Regions from separate parts of the Mus musculus genome. Here regions 2, 3 and 4 are each linked to region 1. Evidence: chromatin contacts called from public HiChIP or PLAC-seq and promoter capture Hi-C data. All regions are on one chromosome and are shown on one strand. Each heading gives the region's core, a stretch centred on a gene start, on an enhancer-like site or on the middle of the called end of the contact. The rest is flanking DNA. Distances are from core to core; before and after follow the strand shown.

Region 1 (3,765 bases), core at 919-3,418:
GTGTGTATGCGTGTGTGTCTGTGTGTGTGTGTGTGTGTGTGTGTGTGTGTGTGAGAGAGAGAGAGAGAGAGAGAGAGAGAGAAACACAGAGAGAAAAACAGAGACAGAGACAGAGACAGAGACAGAGTCAGTCTTATGCTCAACTCTCTTCTTTTTAGACAGTTCAGGATCGCACCCTCCAGCATGGTGCCACTCTCCGTGGACAGGGCTTCCTACCTCATTTATCCATATCAAGCTAATCCCCTACTGGCGTGCCCAGAGGCCTATCTCCCAGGTGGCTTCATATCTTATCAAATTGACAATTGAGATCAACCATCCCAAAGAGTATGATTAGAAAGAATTTAGGGACTGGCATGCCTGCCTATCTCCCAGGTGGTTCCATATCTTATCAGATCGACAATTGAGATTAACCATCCCAAGGGGTATGATTAGAAAGAACTTGGGGACAGCCCAGAGAGAACGTTCTAAATGTTGGGAGTTGTTGAATAAGATTGAAGAGTATATTGTAAATATTAGGTTATTACTTTTTAGTGTGTTGAGAACAAACCAAAAGAAAATTATTCTAAGCACTTTATTCATTTGCAGACTCTACTTAATCATAGGGAGAAACTAAATTCAAGGTCCCAGGCCCTAGGGGAGCTTAGGACTTCCCAATAGCAGAACAGCTTCTGTTGAAAGGAAACAGTTGTCTGAGTCCAGACATCTCAGGGACAACTAACTTCTCCATCTTGCTGGCAGGATCACACTAAGGTCATGTTCCCAGGCCAGGAACCAACTCCTATCCTGATTGGTGGAAACTCTCTTGCTCAAACCCTCATGTCAAAATCTAATAGGACAATGCTGCATCCCACCCAGCTCCCCTTCTCTGGTTTCATCCTTTAAATGGGCTGTACAGCATCTCTTCAGCATTGCAGTTCAGCTCCTGAGTCTGCTCGGCCCCAGTGGATCAGTAACGGTTTGATGTCAATAAAATTTTGTCATCTGCATTGACCTGGTGTTTGAGTTGTGTTGGAGTTAAGTGGACCCCAAACAGTAGGTGACTAACAGATTTCTCTGTGCTCTGGAAAAGTGAGTTCTGGTGACAGTCTGAGGGCTAGATCGAAGGAAAGAAAAGGGTTGGGGGCTAGTGGGGCAGTTAGTAGGTACCAGTGAGCTGGTGCAAGCAAGACAGAATTAAGGCAACAGAATCACTATAGAACAGGCAGACTTGCTGTTCATTGGTTATACACAGGGAAGGTGAGAAGGTCTAGGTTTAGTCCGAAGGAGCAAGGGAAACAGATGGTTAAGGATTTATGTATGTGGCAAGAGTGGAAGAACGGTAGGTCTTTGTTAGTTATTGGTTAGCACTGTCCTTTTTTTTTCTTTTCTTCCCTATTATGTATGACTAGGCTGGCCTTGTACTCACAGAGATCTGCCTGAGGCTAACGATGCCGCTCACCATGCCCAGACTTTACTTTTAAGTTGCATTTGTTTGTTTGTTTGTTTGTTTGTTTATTTATTTATTTTTGAGACAGGGTCTTACTATGTATCTTTGGTTTTCTCTCTGTGTGTTTGCATGCATGCAAGGTATAATGAGTATGGAGGTCACAACAACTTGAAAGTGTCTGTTCTCTCCTTCCACCATTGAGTTTCAGAATTGAACTCAAATCATCAGACTTAGCAGCGTGCACCTTTACGGGCAGAGCCATCTCACCAGTCTATTGTATTACTTAAAAAAAATAATTCTTAATACAGGGCCTCATATAGCCTAGTCTGGTCTGGAACTGACTGTGTAGCCTAGCCTTGAACTAGCTTTGTAGCCTGGCCTTGAATTGGCTATGTAGCCAAGGATGACCTTGAAATTCTGACTCTCCTTGGTCTCCCCAGTTGCTGGGGTTAAGAGAAGTGCATTACTATGCCGCGATTATGAGATGCTCAGGACTCGAACACAGCTTTGTGCAGGAGAGCGACAGCACCTTACCCCAGGCCTGTCTCCCTGTCTCTCTCTCTCTCTGTCTCTCTGTCTCTGTCTCTGTCTCTGTCTCTCTGTCTCTCTCTCTCTCTCTCTCTCTCGTTGCCCCCCCCCCCCCCCGCAATCGCGGAGGTGGGGGTGGGGTCACGCCTGCGCACTGGCGGCGTCGCGCACGCGCGGCGCGGGGCGGGGCGGGGCGGGGCGGGCCGCAGCTGTCAGTCTCTGCGCCGGCCACAGCCCTCCCCTGCGCGCTGCGTTCCGGCTCCTCCCTCTCCCGCCTCCTGGTCCCCGCCATGGTGCTGGAGTCGGTGGTCGCTGACTTGCTGAACCGCTTCCTAGGGGACTACGTGGAGAACCTGAACAAGTCCCAGCTAAAGCTGGGGATCTGGGGCGGTAAGCGCGATGCCACGGCCTACCGGCGTGGGAAAGGGGGCTGCGCGTGTGGGAGCCTGAGGACCCCGTGACCTCGCTGGGCTTGCCCCTGCTGTCGATGTAGCCACACAGGGGCAGCGCGCTGCTTAGCAGTCCCCATCAATGCCTCAGAATAAAACAAGGAAAAAAAAGTAATTATTTACCTCAGCAGCGGACGTCAGAGTGTGGCTCATGCTCCCTACGGTGCCAGATTGTCTCCCCTTGCATCTCATAGCCCCAGGACCAGGCTTCCTGGTTCCCAGCCCGGGGAGGTAGGATGGGCAGGGGTGACAGTGAGAAGAAAGGCATGTCTTGTCCCCTAGGACTTTTAACTCAGAGATTCCTACCATTGCCCACTTCCTAGTTAGGTAGAGGGCTCTGCAGGTTTTTGTTTTTGTTTTGAAATAGACATTCGAGCCACTGGCCAGAGGCATGATTAATTAGGGTTGTCTGCTAGGATGCAAATTCGAGAAAACCTGCTAAGGTTATTATCCTGACGATTAGGAGTAGAAAAGTCTTATGATAAGCAGCCTACTTCTGCATTCTTCAGTAAACTTGGATTTGGGAGTGTATCTCAGTGGCAGAACTTGTGCTTCGAGCCTCCTCAGCACCGTAGAATACCAAAACAGATTGGGTGTTTGGAGGGTATGGGGGGGTGTGCTTGTATTCATATACTAAGTTACTATAAGGCTTGAGAATTTTGTCAGCTTTGGGAGGAAATTAAAAAAATAACATCCAACTTAAATGGATGGAGCTACTTTTAATTGTCAGCGATTTAAGTATAGGCTGGGTCTGTCAGGTTGGCATTTGCCAATGGAGAAACTAGCTGTTAGGTGCTTGAAATGTGGTTACTTGCTCTGAGTATAAAGTACTCTGGGTTTTGAAGATAAGCATTTTTCCTAATGGAGGACCAAAAAAAATTAGCATCTCAATAAATTTTATGTTGGCTACATGTTGAAATGGTATTTGACTAGATTTGAGTTAAATACATTATTAAAATTCAGACCCATCATCAACTACAAGGTCAATTTATGATGAGGTTACAAGAAATATAATCAGGAAGCTAAAAGGCATAGGCTGTTCCCATCCGCTCTGCTCGGCTTGCTTATCGCTATACCTAGCACGAGCAATTACAAAGGATTTCCACATTATGTCTATCAAAACTCTGGGCTCCTAAAATCGGTGATTAGGGAGAGGCACCCTATTTTTATTGGACAATGTGAATTATGACTAGTCTCCTGAATTACATTGGAACACATATTTATTTTATTTTAAAACAGGTTTCTTTCCATAAATACACATTTTGTGTACCCGTCCCTGCTACATAATACAAAAGGAAAAGTTTTTAAAAGGAGCATCCAGATCCTTCTGCACAAAGAGAGGGCGAGTGTTTCTTTAGAATT
Region 2 (3,765 bases), core at 553-3,052, 1.6 Mb after region 1:
AGGATCTCTGTTCAGTTTCTCTGCATTGACTGTCATCAGCATGATACTGCGAAACCTTTGACAAATCTGCTTCTAGATCCAGCCTTCTACACAGATCCATCCATATTCCTTTGTTGGTTTTGCTTGTTTGTTTTTCGAGACAGGGTTTCTTTGTATAGTCCATACAGCTTTAATCTCAGCAGGCAGGAGGCAGGAGGCAGGAGGCAGGAGGCAGGAGGCAGGAGGCAGGAGGCAGGAGGCAGGAGGCAGGAGGCAGGAGGCAGGAGGCAGGAGGCAGGAGGCAGGAGGCAGGAGGCAGGCAGATTTCTGTGAATTTGAGACCAGCTGGGTGAATCCCTGTCTCAAAACCAAAAACCACCAAAAAACTGAAAAAACAAACAAACAAAAGCACAACAACAACAAAAAATCCTCAAAAAAGAATAAAAATAATTCACCTTGCTTTATTTTAAATGACCACATACATAGCATAGTATTCCAGTGTGTGGACAAAATGAGATTATGTAATCAGTCCCTTATTGGACATACAAGGGTGATAATCCGTATCCTCAAACCCACCTCAGTGTCTAGCAATAGGGTATTCACACTGTATTCACACTGTATTCACACTGACTACTCTAAAATCTAAGTGGAGTGCTAGACATTTATTAGTACGTGACCCCACTTGGAAATGAGTACATGAATGTTTTAAAGCATCTTTCTTTTTATACCCGGAAATTATCACGTTGTAAATGCGCGTGAAGCATCAGGATGCTTCCACTGTCCAACTGTTCATTGTTCTGCCGCCCAAACATCATAGTTCTGAGCTCCAAGTGCTTTGGGATGCCTCTGACTTTCTGTAAGACAAGTTGGGTGCAGTCTGTAAGTGACCTTTTGTGCTTAGGGACTCTGGAATTGCCCACCAGTCATGGCAAAGGCTTTTCCTTTTATTGAGCAAAGTTCATAGTCAGACAGCGGAAAGCTCTCTTGCTGCCTGAATCCTCAAAACTGAGCTTTGCTGAGTTAAATGACATGTGAGGAATATTTCTGATATAAAAATTGGAAACTTTCAGATACCTCGAACCTTGCTTATCTTTGTAAATACACATGTTCCAATTAAAATAGGTACTGAAACATTTGGGTGGCACTTCAAAACTCCCAATTTAGATTTAATTTAGATTAAAGCACTTATTCTTTTTTAATACAGTTGTAAAATTGATTATTAAAGTCACCTATTGAAGATTGAAAGCACAGGATGTATACTTTCCTTGTGAGACAATCTCATCTTCAATAAGTGTGGTTCTATTAATCAATTAGCTATTAAAATATAACTGCCATATTAAGCCTGACTCATTTGTCATGACAGCTGGTATAATTATAAAAATTATACCTAGCCATTTATACAGCCATAATCTTGCAATAAATATAAATAATTGTCTCTATTAATTCATTTTGAAGGTTCTGTCTATTAATTCTCCAGTTAAGTGGCAATTTGGGGACCTTCATTTAAAATCTTTGTTGTTCGTTCCATCTGACTGCCAGAGTTCCACACGTGTACCTCCCACTGTTGATTTTGGAAACCAATTTATGAATAAAATAGCTTTTTAAGTGCAAATATTTAAAGGGTTGAGGCCCAAGGTCCAAGGCTTTCTGGGGAAGAAGGTAATGAGGGTGCCTGTGTTTGGTCAGGAAGAGGGATGAGCTAGTCGTGACATTCTAGTATTGGGTTGGGGAGAGAGTATGTGGATTTCACTGTGTGAACGTCTCCTAAAGCGTGTGGTGGGGTAACTGTTCATAACTTGATTCTCCACAGGAGTGGATGAGGTCACCATTGTCAACATCCTGACAAACCGCAGCAATGTGCAGAGGCAGGACATTGCCTTCGCCTATCAGAGAAGGACCAAAAAGGTACTGGAACCTTAGTGTGGAGGGCAGGCCTTGTTGAGTTAATGTTCTCAGATATTGCCTGTTCTGTTCTTAATTAATATGTGTGTGTGTGTGTCCCTTGTTTGTGTTGCCCTGCATACCGTAGGGTGGCAGGCCCTAAAGCTTCCAGATGATTCCCCTGTCTTCAATTTCTATCTTGTCACAGAAATGCTGGGGATACCACATCTGGCTTTTTTTTTTTTTTTTTTTTTTTTTTTTTTTTTTTTTTACATTTAGCACCATTACCTGCTAACCCATTCTCCACCCCTACCCCGTCCAACATTACTTTTTCTTTTTGTGAGTTGTGGATCTTCTTTAACCAAAAGGATCCTTCTAGAACTCTTGGATGTCCAAGGTTTCCCTCTTATATCCTTGAGAGGGTTGCTGCTTTCATAGGTACAGCCGTGGGAGGTAGAATGGAAAGGTGACATCCTGGAACACACGAGGGAGGCATTCTGGAATAGACGACAAGGAAGAGAAGCAATGGTCCCACGGGTTATGTGCTGACTCTGTCATTGCTGTGCTTAGGTAGCAACTCACTTCCTCTCATGGCTTCTCTGGCTTCTTCGTCAGATGTTGTGAATGTAATTTCAGAATGGTTTCCTCCACTGGGCGTGAGTCCTAACGTGTGCTTCTCATTTACACTGAGGGGCTGGGGAGACAGCTCTGTTGGTAAAGTGCTTGTCACACAAGCATGAGTATCTGAGTTCAATCTTCAGCATCCACGTTAAAAGAGCTAAATACCCCAGTGCTAGGGACGCTAGATAGGATTCCTGGGGCTCCCCAGACAGTCAATTTAGCTGATTCAGAGAGCTCTAAATCTCACACACACACACACACACACACACACACACACACACACACAGCTTCTTTATCAGATTCATCGTGGCTGAAGTGCTGTGGTCCAGCCTGCTATCTTCAATAGGCTTCGCTCCTAGTGTTTATGGAGTTTTCTGTGTGTGTTTTCCCTTTGCTCGTCCACTCGTGGCTAAAGCAGGCCCCGTCTTGTCCACCTTAGTTTCCCACAGCACTAGGACATTTTACCTTTAAGGATATGCTACTTAATCTCTAACGCTTTGCTATTAAAAGCTTTTGACTTATATTCGGACAGTGCCATCAGGGTGACCTCATGCGGCTCCCGCCTGACTTGAGGCTTTCACTCCCCGCTACAGTAGCATTGACCTGAAAGAATGCCAGGAGAAACTGTGTGTCCCTGGAGTTGGCGTGACCACCAGGTCCTGGGAGTTCCAGGTCAAGCCTGGCTGAAGCTCTGTCCTCCGTGCTCCAAAGCAGTTGGGAAAGGACGTAAATGGGAAAGCAGCTAGCTCCCTTCATCCCACATGCATTACAATTCTCCTTTCACGGGATGACGTGTGTTAATCTTCTGCAGTGAGGCTCAGAAGGGAGTGTTTTATGTCTCTGGCTGTCCCAAAGGATCTGAGAGCTGCAAGAGCCAAGTTCCCGTTGGAACAGGAGATCCACTATTCTGGACTGAAGGAAATAACTGCTCATTCAGTGTGGCCTTGGAACTGTGTGTGCACACTGAGCTTGGCTTCATGTTAGGTAGCTGGAGAACGCAGATCCTGCAGAGCCTGTTGGAGTAAACACATTATTAGAATCATGAGAAGGGTCAGCAAACACACAGGCATTAGCGCGTGCTAAGGACAGCCCACTGCCCTGATGATACTTAATGGTCCAGGGTGATTATCTGTCACAGGAAGATGCCGCAACTGCCTGAGGTAATTTTCTAAAAGGACGTCCTAGTATTGTTTTAGGTGCACTGTTTGTCAAGACTGGTCTGCAGCAGTGGTTCACAGTCTGTGGGTCATGATCTCTTTCAGGGGTTGAGCAACCCTTTCACAG
Region 3 (3,765 bases), core at 707-3,206, 1.6 Mb after region 1:
GAAGAGTCCCCTCAGATTGGCTTTTGATAAAACGTGTATCAGATGAATTTGCAGACAGAACCAATGAGATCCCCCGATGGAATGTGAGATGCTAAGGAGATAGGACAAGAAGAAAGAGCTCGTATTCAGCAGGACATAAATGAGGCCTGGCCACATACAGCTCTCTGTACATTTAGCTTTGCCAGATGTCCACAATAAGTCAAAAATAGTTTTGGATGGTTGGTGGCTTTTTTATGTTTCACATGATGTCAATTCAATGCTACTTCTGACATTGGACCTCCTACCCTCCCTCACACATGCAGGAATGTGGAGCCTGCGGGCCTGGGTGGAGAAATAACCCAGGGAGGCAGGCTACTGCTTGCTGGTAGTGTGTGCCTGTGTCTTATGTTCCAAGATGTTCACCCCCAGTAGTCAGATAAACAAGGTTTCTGTCTTTAAAGCTGCCCACACTGAAGCACTATGAATGTAAATCAGACATTGTATCAAAAGGGATATCTTGTTTTCTGTTTGTCACTCTGCTGGGGCCAACTTCACAGCTACCTGTCTATGTGACAGTGGGCACTGTGCCTATCTCTTCCCCTAACTGTCATCCTTTGGTTCCTAGGAGTGAATTGAGACCGTAGTGGAAAGTATAAACAGATGTTGATATCAGAAGGGACCAGGGCTGGGAAGATAGTGGCCTAAGATCTTGTAGCTTAAGAACCTGAGTTCTGTTCCAAGTTCAGGTAGAAGGCTTTTTGGCCAACCAATCTTGCCTAATTTGTGAGCTCCAGGCCAAAGAGATACCTTGTCTCAAATAACAAGCTGGGCCAAGGTGGGTGCTCTGAAGGGACAGCATCCTAGAGGCTGACAGCGCCTTGCAGGTCATGTGTGATACACGTGACCACGTGTGATACGAGTGAACCACAAGCACACACAACTAGATGGAAGAGAATCGTTAGAACCTAGAGAAAGCAGAGAGGTAGACTCTGCAAGGACGGAGTTGAAAGACCTAGTGTGACTGGGCAGCGGTGGTGGTGTACACTTTTAATTCCAGCACTGGGGAGGCAGAGGCAGGCAGATCTCTGATTCCAGACGAGCCTAGTCTCCAGACAACCAGATCTATACAGAGAAACCCTGCCTTGAAAAACAAAAACAAAACAAAACAAAACAAAACAAAAGAACCAAAACTAGTGTTTAAGGTATTTCCAGCTCTCTTGCTAGCTTGAAGTTTAATGCGGTGTGAACAGTCACCCACAAACACAGTTCACTACTGCGTTGTTTCCTGGAAAAGCAAGCTAGAAAAGAAACAATATGACCCAGAGAAACAGTTTGTCAAGGAATGAGAAGGGGGAAAAACCTTCAATAACCTACAATTAGGAAAAGACCGTAGGACCTGGGGTGTATTGGAGTACTGGGGGAAGGAGGTACCTTCTAGCCTTACCTCTTAGTCTCCCTAGCTGGTTAGAGGCCTCTCCGCTTTGATTTACAAGGCGGAGTAGACTGTGTAAAGCAGGGCCAAGCGAACACCCTCCTCACACTGCTCCAGCTGGTGACCAGAGGTTAAGCTAATATGTTTGCAGACAGTGATGGAGAGCTGGGTGCCAACGGCCCAGTTCAGAGGAATCCAAATATATGCGCCTTGAAACAATTCTACCCTCCATTACCTCGCTGCCTAGAAGCCTTTTAAAAGCAAAAGAAGTGAGTTGGGCAAGCCAAGCAGCTGAAATCTTAATAACCCAGAGCCAGCCTGAGCAGGGCCCTGTACTCTAGGAGTAAGGGGATTTGGGCGGGGGAAATGGGTGGATACTTGTAGGGCCTGGGGAGGCGGTGGAGCTGTCACGTAGGGCAGGACTGGGCTTGGGCTACGTTCCAAGTTGGATGAGTCACCCAGCAGGGTGGGAACAGGCCGGGGAGGGAGGGGATGTGGGGCGGCCTCGCGCTGGGAGGATGGGGCGGGTATAAAAGCCCCACCCAGCCCAGCCGGGCTGCTCCGCTTCAAGGGAGGCTCTCAGCGATACGTGCCCGGCCCAGGTAAGTGGGGCGCGGCCCGGTCGCCCGCTATGGCCTCGGGGTTGCGGTGCTGAACGGGGAGCGGGCAGGCTCCGGCGATGGGGACCCCGGGAGGCACGGAGAGGGACCCACTCCACCCGGTGATCTGCGAGGCCCTGCAACAGAGTTGCAAAGTGTCCCGCAAGTGACCGTGCTCTTTGCATGCCACTCTCCTGAGGGGTCGGGGCGCAGGGGTCGGGGCGTGCTTCCCCTTGAGGTTTCCTCGGAACGGGGAGACCCTTTGTGGGGCGGGGAGCCGAGGGGGCGGCATTCCAGACGTGCTAGATGTCAGGAGGGGGACTGGGTGTGGCCGCTGGGGGAGCCTCCGGCCCAGCAGTGAGAAGTCCCACTTCGCTTTCCGCACTGCGTTCTCTCACTCTGGACCGTAACTTCTGCAATTTCAGGTGAATTTCCTTGCAACTGAGGGACGTGCCTTTGTGGAGTCGGAGCAGGGTACCTGGGGGAGGTCCAGGGGGCACCAGAACCTCAAGTCTTGACTACTGGGTGCCCTTCTTTACAATCTCAACTCAGTCTTCGTCATGAACGCTAGATTGTCTGCTAGGTCAGCGACCTCAGACTTCATTTCTTCTGGGGAGTTTGTGGCTCGCTTAGAATGTGTGCAGAAGGAAGTGTCCCCGGGTGGTTGTAGGGAACGTTGCCTTGACTGTGCTGATGCCACCATGAATCAGTTGATAGGGTCTATAGAAAAGGGCGTGGTTCCTGGGCCTCAGGTTCCAAAGCTGGCGCGGAGGGCTGTGGTTGGAGAAGTTTCTTTATCTATGAAAGTGGTTTCCGAACTCTGCTGTTGATAGCGCCACTCACACTGAGTTATTGAAGGTTTCCGAAAACAAGTTCATTCAAAAATAGCTAAATAAAGCGTACTGAAACAGTGTCATGCAAATGTAAAAGCAAAGCAAAGGCAACAAAATAACTGTTACTTGAGACAGAGCCGTAATCTCAACACTCAGAAGACTGGAGCAGCAAGATCCCTTTTGAATCCGACCTGAGCTACATAGTAAGTGAGATTCCTGTAGGGGGAAAAACCCAACTACCAAAAAAAAAAAAAAAAAAAAAAAAAGAGAGAGAGAGAGAGAGAGAGAGAGAGAGAGAGAGAGAGAGAGAAAAGAAAAAAACCATGAGCTTATGATCACGATCAAGCTTATTGGTAATTGGTAGAGTACCGTAGTAGGTTGAACTTCATTCCCAGAACTTGAAAAAGCTATTCATGTGTGAACTATTATGCCATATTCAACTCCAGCCCTTAAAAGCAACCATAAACTCTTGGAATTCAAGATCCTCAGCCTGAAACACTCAGGAGTATAATTAGGTGGGTCTGCAACTTGGACTCGGGAAGCCACTTCCCTGCCCAACCCCAACAAAGCTATAGAATGTGTTTGGAATCCCAAGCTAGCACCAGAAAAAGATTAATTTGCAGTGTATCCGAGTTCTGGCTAAAGGCAGGGGAGCAGAATGCAAACTGGGGAGGGTGAGGGGTGATCTGTGGGTAGGAAGAATAAATCACTGATGTGGGGCTCAATTTTTTTCTCCCTTAGTTCTAAAGATAGTCTTGATCAAATCATAAATCCTATCAATTGGAAACCCTTCTCCCGTTTCTGTTTCCTGCATTCCTCCCACTGTCTTGCAGCCTGTGTCCCTTGACCTGTTAGGTTGGCTTTGGAGACTTGCAGTCCCACCCACTTCCTGCTCCTTTCAGAGTATGAAGCACTCTGGATC
Region 4 (3,765 bases), core at 352-2,851, 1.0 Mb after region 1:
ACATGAGCTGTCCTTGGTGGTGGGATACAGTAAGTCTATTTTTGAGAACTGTGCCTTCAAAGAGGCTGATCTGTTAACACATAGACAGGTACCTATTTCCCTCCCCTGGGGGAGAAGCTAACAGGACGCCTCTGCACTGAAAGAGTTAACTCCGTGGCAAGCTAGCCAGTGTAGCACAATGGCGACTTCCTTCTTTTGACTGTAATATGTAAGACCCAAATGCTTTGTCAGCCTCTTGCAGCCCAAGACGTACACAGCCATGAAGTGGATCGTTATTGGCATGCTGTTTCTAAAAGGGAAGCTGGACTCCGAGTTGACTTATTAAGATTTTTCTAGAACATAGTTGTCCCCTTCCCTTGGCTCAGTACTCAGTTTCCAAAGCATTGTTTTCTTCCTTGATTTACATGATGTCTGGGCATTGATCATCTTTAACCCAGCATTGATAGACAAAGGGATCTCACTTGGTAGTCAGGCAAACCAGAGTCAGGTGCTGGGTGAAGCTTCTAGAATGCACTGGATAAGGCTTTTTTGTCTGTATGGAATACTTTAAGTCTCTCCACTGGAGAAGGTCTTGTTTTGGTTTGGGTTTTTTGATGTTGATGTTGTTCCTTCAAATAATTATCTTAAGCTCAGAAGCCACCTGGAACAAACTTCAAACTAATGCTGAGGAAACGGAGGTTAAAGAAGTGAGAGGTTTATATGGTGCGTATCTCTCCAGACCTCCTGCGTCCCTGGCTGCCAGAGGTCCACATGACTCTCTTCTCTCCCATCTCATGTTCCCAAACCTCTCATAAGAGTTTGGAGATGTATTTAGCAACAGTATCACGTGCCCTTTGCCTTTCCTTCTCTGCCTTCTGAACAGCCGCTCTTTACCCAACTCTCCCCCACCAGATTTGTCATCAGTCAGCCAGTTATCGATTCCTTATCCATTTCGCCCTCAACTTTGACCCGCTCAGAGAGTTTGCTGACATCATCTGCCCCACTTACCCCCACATCATCACCTTTGAGCTGAGATCTGGAACTTTCTTTGATGTCATCGGCCTTGTCTTACCCTGACTGTTTCCCTTCAGGAATATTCTCTTGGGTATGATATCAATCCCTGCCTTAGTGTCTCATTAACATTTCTTGACTAGTCACCTAAGACAACTTAATGCCTAGGCTTCGAAATGTGTATGGTTAATGCCTCAAAACGCCCAGTTAACCTTATGTAAACCTGTATCAGCTATGGGGTACGCTGGTGAAAGTGAGATTGGGTAAAACAAACATTCCCATTTAGTAAAAGGAGCGTGTTCTTGTCATCATCATCAAGAAATTCTAACCATCAGATGTGTTTTCCAGAAAGATCTTCTTTAGTTAATAATTTCTGGGGGGAAAAAAACTAATGCTAAGTATAACCCATAATTTTACATCTGTTAAGTGATTTGAACTGTAAAATGTTAACATTCAAAAAAAAAAAAGTTTGCCTTTCCAGCTGTTGATCCTCTCTAAAGAGTTGCAGTTGGCATGCAGGACATCTCTCTGGCAGGCTCACAGAAGCTCTGTGTGCAGGACGCCTCTGTCTTTCTAGCAGGCTCCAGGAAGTTCTATTTTGATGCCTTCCGGGGGCAGGGTAAGTTTTTGTACATAATTCAGCTGCTTTCGCTTCCTTTTAACACACAAAGTCTGGTTAGAATTTACCTCTGTTTACTGCTTTACTTGGAATAGCCAGGTTGTGTTGTCCTCTGTACTTTGAAGGGGGCTACGTTGAAGCTGGAAGGAAGCAGGACCTTCCCGTACCCATTCCCTGTCCCCCACTTTTGCCAGTAATGTAAGACTCCCCTTCCCTTCTTGCCCACATGCACAAACTAGCCCTCGGCCCTCACAGACAGATGGGCAGGAAGTCTTGAGACTGCAGAAGGGACCTGGCTGGCTCAAGTTCCAGCATATATGTGGGGGAAGAAAGAAAGAGCATACGTACAGCCTAGTTTTTAGCTTCCACTGTGGTGAACACCTCCCTCTACGGTGTGCGCATGTAAGTCCCTGAGCCTCAGAGAAGGGCTACCATTCATGCATGCAAACTATGAGGGGGTGGCACTCAGGTGGGGGGGGGGAGGACAGAAATTCTAAATGTGTGAGCTGCCTTTGGGGGAATATGCCTCAGTGGCAGTGTGCTCCCCATTTATTTGAGAACCCGGTCTTCACACACACTCTCTGGGAGCCCTCACAGAGTGTTCTAGTGGAGCCCTGTATGCTGTGAGAATAATTTTTTTCCATCAAACAGTGAGGGGTTTTAATTGCTCAGCAGCCATTTCTCAATGTAAATTATTTTTCATTCCAGGGGTCCATAGAAGATTTAATTTGAAAGAGAATTCTACTGCTTAAGAAAGCATCTTCTTGGTAGCCACCACATGGTGACTTTGAATCTTTCGTCTAGCTCCAGGAGACTGTAAATAACTATAGCAGAATCCAGTGTGGCTGGTTATCACATTTGGAGTCCCCCAGTCCCCCTGAAATCAGCCCAGGCTTACTACCCACAGCCCATCCAAGAATTGTCCTCCCCATAGACTGGGGACCGTAAGAGCTCCAAACTGGCCCTTCTTTCTCTGGGCTACCCACTGTGCTTTCTCATCATCCTGTTTCTCTCACTGAAGGGAAGAGCTGAGCTTTGTCATGCTCATCTCTCCTAGTGTGTCCAGGGTTCTCCAGTATGAACAGAGGCTCTGTGCAGATGGGAACAAGCTCAGGGAGATGTGTAGGGTCTACCAAAGGCACTGAAGCACCTTGGCCTCATGTGCTGGAGGAATGCACACGAGGGAACTTGGCCTAGTAGAAACCCCCAAGGCCAAGCCAACCAACTTCTAGGTCTAACCTCTCCTATAAGATGCTGAGAGACCAGCGGAGCAGCACCCAGCAGATCTCCTTAATTCTATACATAAGAAGGGAATCTCCCATCATTGGTGTGGCTGTTGAGGACCAAACCATTGCACCAGCATCTGCACACATGCATGCTGACACACACACACACACACACACACACACACACACACACACACACACACATCACTCCTCATTCTTTCCATGGAAGGTCAAGAATATGATCTTTAATTAAGCAGGCAAAGTGGTATCCGTGGTATTGTTGCTCCTTCTTCCTTTTCTCTGGCATTTCTCAAAGTTATCGAGGAGAGGGTAATTTGTCCAATGAAGCAAACATTAAGCTTCATTGGTAGGGAGTGTGAATTTGTGCTAATAAAAATGTCCCTCAGTGTCTTCCATTCCAGGGATGGAAGGCTGAGATAATAGGAACTATGAATCTGGTCCTTTTAAATGCAAACTATTATGCAGAATTTATCTATAAGTGTATTTTAAGAAGATAAACATTCAGTGCTCAAGTCTAGCACTGGATTATCTTGTTTTTAAATACATATTTATTTGAATAGCAATGACTCTTGGAAAAATATCTTTTTTGGAGATGATTTTAATCTTAATAAAGGTATTGCTTTCTAGAAGCTGGTAAAAGTTATAACTGTCATATTTGCTTTAATATTTTTAGTAGATGATGCCATTTAAATAAATAAAACATACATACAGACAGACACACACTCACACACACACACACACACACACTCACACACACACACACTCACACACACACACACACTCACACACACACACTCACACACACACAGAGTGGGGGTGGAGGGAGACCTTAAAGACTCATGCCTGGCATATTGAAACACTAGATGGCTGTCAATAAACTACTTTCCTTTTCTGAACATCATTAAGAAA

The links. Promoter capture Hi-C pulls out the DNA fragments that hold promoters and counts their contacts. HiChIP or PLAC-seq counts read pairs in DNA pulled down with a chosen protein or histone mark.
Region 2: a contact with region 1 is called in a promoter capture Hi-C map of the C10 cell line, with 4 times the contacts expected there. The contact joins the enhancer-like site here to the promoter of Vps13c in region 1. A contact is called at or near these places in 8 of 39 promoter capture datasets (the 3T3-L1 cell line, the C10 cell line, cranial neural crest and 5 more) and 1 of 9 other capture datasets (adipose tissue).
Region 3: an H3K27ac HiChIP or PLAC-seq map of extraembryonic endoderm stem cells shows a contact between it and region 1, with 9 times the contacts expected there. The contact joins the promoter of Anxa2 here to the promoter of Vps13c in region 1. A contact is called at or near these places in 17 of 39 promoter capture datasets (the 3T3-L1 cell line, 3T3-L1-derived adipocytes, the C10 cell line and 11 more), 4 of 115 datasets of contacts at active chromatin or transcription factors (astrocytes, embryonic stem cells, extraembryonic endoderm stem cells and 1 more) and 1 of 9 other capture datasets (embryonic stem cells).
Region 4: a contact with region 1 is called in a promoter capture Hi-C map of liver, with 2.5 times the contacts expected there. The contact joins the enhancer-like site here to the promoter of Vps13c in region 1. A contact is called at or near these places in 5 of 39 promoter capture datasets (frontonasal cranial neural crest, liver, pre-B cells and 2 more) and 1 of 9 other capture datasets (embryonic stem cells).

The regions. Positions count from the first base shown.
Region 1 is chr9:67,838,183-67,841,947 of GRCm38.p6, forward strand. Vps13c (vacuolar protein sorting 13C) reads left to right here and starts at 2,169. Exons shown (of 85, transcript NM_177184.4): 1 at 2,169-2,344. The coding sequence starts at 2,245.
Region 2 is chr9:69,474,264-69,478,028 of GRCm38.p6, forward strand. It overlaps Anxa2 (annexin A2), which reads left to right. Exons shown (of 13, transcript NM_007585.3): 4 at 1,790-1,884. Among named protein-coding and RNA genes, the nearest start is that of Mir3109, 19 kb to the left of the region's middle. Within about 2 kb of position 1,803, at least 67 of the 459 cell types and tissues checked have an H3K27ac peak or open chromatin away from gene starts, as enhancers often do. A contact at or near this core is called in adipose tissue, where this site is marked.
Region 3 is chr9:69,451,727-69,455,491 of GRCm38.p6, forward strand. Anxa2 (annexin A2) reads left to right here and starts at 1,957. Exons shown (of 13, transcript NM_007585.3): 1 at 1,957-2,013.
Region 4 is chr9:68,883,005-68,886,769 of GRCm38.p6, forward strand. The region is part of intron 1 of Rora (RAR-related orphan receptor alpha); the gene reads left to right. Gm31262 (a long non-coding RNA gene) reads left to right here. Exons shown (of 2, transcript XR_379583.4): 1 at 1-3,765. Among named protein-coding and RNA genes, the nearest start is that of Gm31262, 62 kb to the left of the region's middle. Within about 2 kb of position 1,602, at least 70 of the 459 cell types and tissues checked have an H3K27ac peak or open chromatin away from gene starts, as enhancers often do. A contact at or near this core is called in liver, where this site is marked.